Linked DNA regions of Sus scrofa: regions 1 and 3 are each linked to region 2. The links are chromatin contacts, called in public Hi-C and HiChIP or PLAC-seq maps. All regions are on one chromosome and are shown on one strand. The core of a region is the stretch at or near the end of the contact, and the rest is flanking DNA. Distances in the headings are between cores, read along the strand shown. Region 1 overlaps LOC102161969 (a long non-coding RNA gene). Region 2 holds the start of EEPD1 (endonuclease/exonuclease/phosphatase family domain-containing protein 1). Region 3 holds the start of HERPUD2 (homocysteine-responsive endoplasmic reticulum-resident ubiquitin-like domain member 2 protein).

What was found. Hi-C and Micro-C count contacts between places; a contact is called where the count stands out from the background. HiChIP or PLAC-seq counts read pairs in DNA pulled down with a chosen protein or histone mark.
Region 1: a contact with region 2 is called in a Hi-C map of alveolar macrophages, with 2.0 times the contacts expected there. The contact joins the enhancer-like site here to the promoter of EEPD1 in region 2. A contact is called at or near these places in 1 of 5 promoter capture datasets (liver), 5 of 47 Hi-C or Micro-C datasets (alveolar macrophages, embryonic fibroblasts, omental adipose tissue and 2 more) and 1 of 2 datasets of contacts at active chromatin or transcription factors (alveolar macrophages).
Region 3: a contact with region 2 is called in an H3K27ac HiChIP or PLAC-seq map of alveolar macrophages. The contact joins the promoter of HERPUD2 here to the promoter of EEPD1 in region 2. A contact is called at or near these places in 1 of 5 promoter capture datasets (liver), 4 of 47 Hi-C or Micro-C datasets (alveolar macrophages, omental adipose tissue, retroperitoneal adipose tissue and 1 more) and 2 of 2 datasets of contacts at active chromatin or transcription factors (alveolar macrophages and skeletal muscle).

What each region holds. Positions count from the first base shown.
Region 1 is chr18:38,264,446-38,267,145 of Sscrofa11.1, forward strand. The region is part of intron 2 of LOC102161969 (a long non-coding RNA gene); the gene reads right to left. Among named protein-coding and RNA genes, the nearest start is that of HERPUD2, 19 kb to the right of the region's middle. Within about 2 kb of position 1,451, at least 29 of the 83 cell types and tissues checked have an H3K27ac peak or open chromatin away from gene starts, as enhancers often do. A contact at or near this core is called in alveolar macrophages, omental adipose tissue, retroperitoneal adipose tissue and 1 more, where this site is marked.
Region 2 is chr18:37,947,491-37,950,190 of Sscrofa11.1, forward strand. EEPD1 (endonuclease/exonuclease/phosphatase family domain-containing protein 1) reads right to left here and starts at 1,365. Exons shown (of 8, transcript XM_013985720.2): 1 at 787-1,365; 2 at 1-322. The coding sequence starts at 143.
Region 3 is chr18:38,283,188-38,285,887 of Sscrofa11.1, forward strand. HERPUD2 (homocysteine-responsive endoplasmic reticulum-resident ubiquitin-like domain member 2 protein) reads left to right here and starts at 1,333. Exons shown (of 9, transcript XM_021078631.1): 1 at 1,333-1,853; 2 at 2,057-2,470. The coding sequence starts at 2,324. LOC102161969 (a long non-coding RNA gene) reads right to left here and starts at 1,255. Exons shown (of 5, transcript XR_002340256.1): 1 at 945-1,255.

The DNA.
Region 1 (2,700 bases), core at 201-2,700, 320 kb after region 2:
CCAGGGACATAAGTAAATCAGTTATACAGCTAAGTTATTAAAAAATAGTTATTACTAGCTCAAGTACTTAATTGTATTCACATTGAGGGGAACGTCAATCTCTGGATCATTTATCTTAGATTTTTGGAATTTCTTTCCTCTGAAGGAATGATTCAGTGCGGCTAAAGGAGAATTTTTAAAACAAAGACTGTCATTCAGAAATTATACATTCAACCTAGCAAATGAAAAGGCATTAGGAAAAAAAGATTAAAAAAAAAAAAAAGGAAAAAAAGATAAAAATAGGGATAGGAGATTATAAAAGGAACCAAGATCACAGAAGAAAGTGATAGGTTTGGGGTAGAAAATTAGAATAAAAGAAGGAAGGATGGAGAAAAATTTATCATAAATGAGCAAAATGCAAATGTAATGGCATCTAGAATATAAATTGAGGTCAAGTTTCTTAATTACGATCAGTGCCAAGATGTAGATCTGTGACTCCAGGGACAGTTAGCTTTAGAGATCCCTATCCAGAGGCCAATTCTACATCTTTGAGGGTTATTTTTGTCTTTTTCTTCTATTCACTAGCCCTTCCCAGAACACAATGACATCTCTCAGAGGTAGAAGCTGCTTTCTACCTTTCCAAAAGGAGAACATACCACATTCCTGTCTAGTGGTAATTTCTCGTTTTTCCTCAAGTTATTTTATTATAGGACTCTGAAAATGAGAGCTATCAAAATAGACAAGATGTCGCAAATGAAGAATTTTTGGTTTTGATTAAAAAATTGGAACAGGAAATGATGAGATGTTAAGAAAATATATAGCTTTCCTCTCCCTTTCTTGGCAAGTCAAATGCCCAGTTATCAGAGAACACAAGAAAATATTGCATACATGAGCAGAACTGTTTCTAAATAAAATGTCCAAAACGTAAATGCTGCATCAGTTCCCAATTAAGCATTCTGTAAATAAAGCCTTGCTCTTCATCTCCTGTTTTCACTGGAAACTTCCATCACCAGAGATACTGAATGGCGTGGAACAGTGGAGCCACCCAGTGGCTAATATGGTTAACCACAGCAATGGCACATTTCATGGTGCATTTCGTCCGTTTCCTGTTTTACACAGGAGTATATTTCCTCTTGAAAATATGACAGGAATTACCGCTAAGAAGAAATTTAATGCTGTAATAGTAAAGATGAAGTTTATAATTTTAACATCACCCCCAAATTAAAAGATTGAAGAAGCTGTGAGAAAGCAACTTTTAAAAATAGAATGAAAGAAAAATATCACCCAATCCTGCCTGAATTAGTTTTTGTTTGTTTGTTTTTAAACCATAGTTTTTAGGAGTTCCCATTGTAGCTTATCGGTAATAAACCCAACTAGTATCCATATGAGGAAGTGGGTTTGATCAGTGGCCCTGCTCAGTTAAGGATCCAGTCTTGCCCTGAACTGTGGTATAGGTCGCAAATGCAGTTTGGATCCTGTGTTGCTGTGGCTGAGGCATAGGCCAGCAGCTATGGCTTGGATCCAGGCCCTAGCCTGGGAACTTACATATGCCTCAGGTGCGGTCCTAAAAGGAAAAAATGAATAAATAAAACCATAGTTTAAAAAAGCTTCAAACTAAGGTTCTTTAAGTACCAGTTTTGATATGACAAAAGATTCCTTATAAAGATTAAAATTTAAGACATGAAATTATCCTAAAACTTGAAAACATCTGATTCTATCCCAATTGTCAATAAACAAAATACAGTAATATTTCAAAACATTAGGGATTATGAAAAGAATTGGTTGTCCTTGTAAAATGTATATTTTATTTAAAAATTAAAGTAAAAAAAAATAAATAGGAGTTCCTGTTGTGGCTCAGCAGAAATGAATCTGATTAGGAACCATGACATTGTGGGTTCGATCCCTGGCCTGTTCAGTGGGTTAAGGATCTGGCGTTGAGGTGAGCTGTGGTATAGGTCATAGTTGTGGTGCAGATCTGATGTTGCTGTGGCTGTGGTGTAGGCCGGCAGCCGTAACTCCAATTTGACCCCTAGCCTGGGAACTTCCATATGCCTCGGGGTGCAGCCCCAAAAAGAAAAAAAAAAGGAAGCAGCAAAATAAATAAATAAATAAATAATTAAAGTTATTCCCTTGCGGTGCAGTGGAATCTGCGTTAAGGATCTGGTATTGTCACTGCACAAGCTCGGGTCACTGCTGTGGTGTGGGTTCAATCCCTGGAACTTCCACATGCTGCAGGTGTAGCCAAAAAAAAAAAAAATGTTAAAAAGATTAAAACTGGGAATAATGCCAACAAGACTTTCTGCTGTCTCAAAGGATAAGTGAGATTCTAAAAATTAAAAATAACTTTTTCTTATCAAAATAGTAAAGTGTTCATTTAGAAAAATTAGAAAATATACGTAAGCAAAAAGAAATAACACCCTCACAACAAGTCCATTATTAATACTTTGGTTTGTTTATTTCCAGAAATTGTTCTTTACATATGGATCATGAAATTTTTTTAATGAAAAGGGATTTTACTGAACATAGTTTTTGCAATTTGCTTTTTATCTTACGTCATGAACAACTTCTATCTCAGTAAACATTTATCTGTACATAATTTTTTTATTTTTATTTTTATTTTTTTTGTCTTTTTCCCTTTTCTAGGGCTGCACCCACGGCACATGGAGGTTACCAGGCTAGGGGTCTAATTGGAGCTGTAGCCACCGGTCTATGCCAGAGCCA
Region 2 (2,700 bases), core at 115-2,614:
TCCTCCGTGGCGGTGTTGATGTTGAGCCGCTCCTGGTTCACCAGGATGTTGCTGAAGTTGCAGGCAGCACTGAACTTGCGGCTATGGGACAGGTCTGAGGGGTCCCGGGGGATGGAGCGGTGGCAGCCCAGCGTGCTCCCCATGGCCGGCCAGGATCAGGGGCCCAGGAAGGCCTCACCACCGCAGAACTCGCTGGCTAGAGAAGAAGCCTGGTAGACCTCACAGACGCAGAAAAAGGTAAGGTGAAGGAGTCAGGGCACGAAGTGGGCACCACAAACACTAAATCTCCATGCCCAGAGTGTTCACACTTTCACTTGGCCACCTGGAAAACAAATAAATAAAAATACAAATCGATTGACTCCGTGAATCAGTTGGCATTAGCACGCCAAACTAGAGCTGGAGTCCTTGGCCAGGAGTCCAGCGCTGACGCCTGTCCCGTGAACCACTGAAAACACACACACGAGGGGGCTGGCCCAGGAGGATTTTCCGCTGGTGAGGTCCAATTTTCATCACATTACGATCCAAACTGCTATGAACCGCTCCTCTTGGAAAGAGACCTATCCCCTTCGGCCTACACCTCTTGTCCCTGCCTCTCTCAATTCTCCCAGCCCTGGGGCGCTACGGTAGCCCCCGTTTGGGTTCTCTGGCGGATGGGAGAGCGCGCCCCGTCCCTTGCGCTGACACTCAGCACCACCAGCAACTTGGGAATTTCGCCCTCACTAGTGCGGGCAAAGAGAAGGGGTTTATCGCCCCCCATCAGACCCGCCGCGGGTCCCCGCGCCCCACCTCAGAGCCACTCCTCCGGGCTGTTCTCCTTCCACCTGCGGCTCCGAAGCCTGAGCCCAACCCGGGACAGCGCGGGGCCCCAGTTTTCAGCCCTAGTGCCCACGTGGGGGCAGGTCAGGGATGGGCCGCAGGATCTCTCCCACGCCGCTTCGGGCCACGGGTCCCAGCTCTTCCTGCTGGAGAAACTCTCAGAGTCGCTCTCCCAGAACCGGCAGGAGCTGCAGGGCTTCGCGGAGGCGGCAGCGGCGGTGAAATTCGGCTCCGCGGCAGCACCAAAGCCTATTGCTGCACCAGCGCCGCAGTTGCGTTGATCCAGGCAAAAAAGTCCTGCTCTCGCCTCGAAAGCGGGGTCCGCAAGAACCGCGTCCAGACCCCAGCACCAGAGCCACGGCTCCTGCTTGCTGTCGGTGTCAAAGCCAAAGTCCCGGCCGCGACGCCCGCGCCTCCGCAGACACCACGGCCACGCCTCCTCCCGCGCGCCAACTCCTCCCCGGGACTCGGAGGGCACGTGGGGCGGGGCCCGAACGGGAGGACCGGACCCGAGAGCGCGGAAGCCGAGAGCGCGGAGGCGGGGTCCTGGAGTGCGAGGGGTGGGGCCACGGAGCTCAGGGGTGGGGCCAGGACGAGAGGTGGAGGAATGCGAGCCTCCGGAGTGTGAGAGGCGGGGCTGTGCTGTGAGAGGGCTGGCCCGAGCGCATGCGGGCGGTGAAGGAACACGGAGGGAGGAGGCGGGGCCATGGTGGGAGGGGGCGAGCCCCTGGAGCGCGGAGGCGGGATTGAGACCCTGAAGAGGCGGGGCCGACGCCATGGCGGTTGCGGCGGGTCACCCGCAGGATGTCCTAGGGTCCAGAGCCCAGCTTGCTGCTGGGGGCCCAGAGCTGGCTGTGCTGGATAGAGGCTTTTTAGTCTCGCCCAAGGCGAGACCTGCCCGGCTGCCTTTCGGCGGGCGGCACCCAGGGGTGCAGCAGAGGCGACTGGGCTGCCAGCCCAGTTTAGTCCGCTTTGGGGCGTGGGGACCGGACCAGGGCACTTGCAGTGAGGGAGGCACGCCTGCGGCTCTGGGGCCTTGCTCAGTTCTGTCTGAGAACGTTAGAGAGAGGACTGAAGGGGATCTTTTTAAACTTCTGTCCTGCGCTTTCGGTCTCCTCTTTTACTCTGGAGTATTACCTTTGCACTGCTTACAGAGAGATGTCCTCAAACAACCCTAGTAACTCATTGTGCTACTAGGAGAGGGCGTGCACCACCCATTAGAGATGTGTTCGCTTAGGTCACGTAGTTGCTCATTTGCATGTTTAGCACTCTGAGTAAATATGGATATTTTTACATCTAGTCATTAAGGAGAGAAAACTTGCTAGTTGGAAAAGGAGGCTGCTTCCTGAACTTCAGAACAGTTTTCAAATCAAACCACTTTAAGGACAATTTGATGACAGGTTAAAGAACATGCTGCATTACAGTGGCATTACTGAGGTACTTGATTACACAAACTATGTGGTGATACCATTGCATACTTTGACCCTGGGTATTCATCTGTATTCAACCTCTGAAGTTTCATCACCAAGCAATGTGACCAATGCTTCTTTAAATTCCCCAGGCTAGGTCAGCAAAAACTAAGCCTCAAGGAAGGCAGAGGTACCTCAGATGTGAAAAGACAGCAAGCCAAGCCTTGGCAAAATGTTACTGCCTTTCTGACTGTATACTAGTCAGGATTCCTAATTGCAAGTGACAGAAATCCAATCATACTAGCTTAGACTCCCCTCCCCCCAAAAAAAGGTTCTTGTGCAGAAAAGTTAAGGAATAGATCCTACCTATGTCATCCAGCTCACATGATGTCATCAGGACCTGGTCCCTCTATTTCTTCCACTTGCTCCCCTACCCCAGCACTAGGCCACATTAAGCTACTCCTTTCCTCCTGTA
Region 3 (2,700 bases), core at 83-2,582, 340 kb after region 2:
CATATGGTGGCACAATCATGCCACAAAGGATCCAGCCTCTTTCATTGTTCTGCTCTGCCAACCTCTTAACATAGGCCTTTGTTCTCCTGTTTGTTGCTTCATGACTGAGCTGTGGCTGCCCCATTTATGGCATCACATTCCTCCAGGAAGAAAGACAAGTGGAGGGCAAGGATGAGCTCTGGTCTGCAGAACATGTTCATCTGAAAGCTTTCCTAGAAGCCCCAGCAGCAACTCCAGCTTTCATCTAGAAGTGGGGTGGTCTAGAACTGCGTCAAATGGCTGCTGCTAGGTGTACAGGAGTCTGAATAAGTATTTGTGGCTAGTATTAAGCTTCTATTAGGATGACTAGACAATAGGTAGAAAAAGACCAGGGTCTGCTACCAAAAACCCAAGTCAAAGCAAGCTGTTCTCATTCCATGCTAAAAATAGAGAATTTCACTCTTATTTCAAAAGAGCATTGAGAGGGTACAGTTAAGATATGGTAGGTGATCTACCATAAAGAAAGAGGTGAACGAGGGGGTGTAAGGGATCCTGTTGCATTAGCTGTTGAGAGGAAGAATTTCCTCTGGTCACTAACTTCCACTAATCCCCGTGAAGCTGAGAGGGGAAGAGACCAGGTCCCCAAAGCCCCTTACATTAACTGCTTGCATTCGCCTGTAGTGGAAGCTTGGAGCTATGAAAATGCACGTCTAACAAACTTAACTTACTGCATGGACTCCTAAAACTCGTGCAGAAAATGGAGAGTAAGTCAGCTTTGGGAGGTAGACTGAAGAAAGTTCGCCTTCCCTGTCTAAGCCATAAAACAAAAATAACACTGCCATCCCGCTTCATCTCCCACTGTACTGAACACACAGTAGGTGCTCAGTAAACACTCATCAACTTTAGAGAAGACAAAGGAAAGAAATGGAACTGAGAGTCTGCCAGAACTGTACCAGGTGGCTTACCTACATAGCTCATTTATTGAGCAGCACGCTGTCAGGCAGGCATGACTGTCCCATTTAGAGAAGTAAACTGAGGCTCAGAAAGGTTAGGCAGGGTAAAACGAAAGTAGAAGCAGACTCCGGGCATCTGAACTGAAACCCTTCTCCTTAAGTAATGTTGTCTCACAGTCTCTGCTCCGCCAAAGCTCCAGTGCTTTACAGACAGCCGACACAAGACATTTTGAGCAGAAGTTTGATTCAGCATCGGGAAGGACACTAACTTTTGCAAAAACAACGCTAAGGGTGGAGGAACACTTAACAAGTCTTTAGGGTTTGGTCAAAACAGAATGTACTAGCGCCACCTACGCTAGTGGCGAGGCCTGAGGGCCGCTGGGGAGGCGGAGCCGAGCGAAGGGTCAGGCCTGGCGGGCTCAGACGCGCCCGCGTGGCTTCGGGGCGACCCGGAATTCGGTCCGGGGTATCCCTGGTCGGCGCGGGCGGAGAGCAGGCCGCAGGGCCGGGAAGACCGCGCCCCGCTGCGGGCGGCGCATGACGCACTTCCGCCCTGGGTCTTCCAGCTTAAAGGGAACCCGGACCTTCTTCATAACAACAACAAAACTGCGCGCCCGCGGCCGGCGCCTGGGCTCTAGTCCCCGCCCTCCTGCCACCTGCCGCCGCTTCGGTCGCGCCTGGCGGTGCGCCGCCCTGCCTAGCACTGCTCAGACCGAGCGGTCAGGCCGAGAGCGGACCGCGCCCTTCGGCCAACTTCTCCCGCTGCCACCGCGCCGCCTCGCGAGACCCGGGGCCGGGCCGTGGCCGCCGCCAAGCAGCAGGAAGAGAACCTCAGCGGAGGACGCTTGGCCGGACAGTGAGGCCAGTGGCCCTGCCCGGGCGCAGAGGGCGGCGGTGGCGGGCTTTGCGGCCATCTCACAGGTAGCCCTGCTTGTCGCACCTGACCACCCTAAGCGGCCCGTCCCCCTTCTCCAGCCCGCGTTGCGGGACCGTCGCGTAGGGGCCTTGTTGCGTTTCAGTTTGGGGGTCGCGGCGGGGGCGGGGCGGGGGCTCGGGTTGTCGCGCCCTCACCCCTCCTTCCCTTCTCATTGCTTTCTCTCTCTACTCCCGGCCTCCCTCTGCAGTCCGGAGCCCGGCGAAGCCTAGACCTGGCGGGGAGAACTGCACCCTGGGCCGGGCCCCAGACCCCGCCGCCGCTGCCGCCACTGTCCATCATCCTCGGTGCCGGCAATGGCCTTTGTATCGCCCGATGCACTTGTGACTGACTTGGACACGGGATATTAACAACCCACTCGCTTCCGTACCCATCCCAGCCACGCCGGCAGTAACCACCTCGGCTCGTTTAGGCTTAACTGCTGCTCCTTGTGACTCTGTTCGACTTTGGGGGCACCATGGACCAAAATGGGATGGAGATTCCTGTGACCCTCATCATTAAAGCACCGAATCAGAAATACAGTGACCAGACTATTAGCTGCTTCTTGAACTGGACCGTGGGGAAACTAAAAACGCATCTGTCTAACGTGTACCCTAGCAAACCAGTAAGTGTCTAAAAGCTGGGCGCAGCTGCTCTGGCCGGCAGCTTTTCGTGCCAAGTATTCCCTTAACGCCCGCTCATCCCCTCTCCCCCAACTCCCCTTGAATCAAATAGGTCTCTTTTTGACTGCAGAGTATTTTGCATTCCGAGGTTATGTCTCTCTTGAGTGTGTGAAACATCATTAATATCTTCCTGATGAGGTTCAGTTAATTAGTAAGAGTATAGGGAAATATC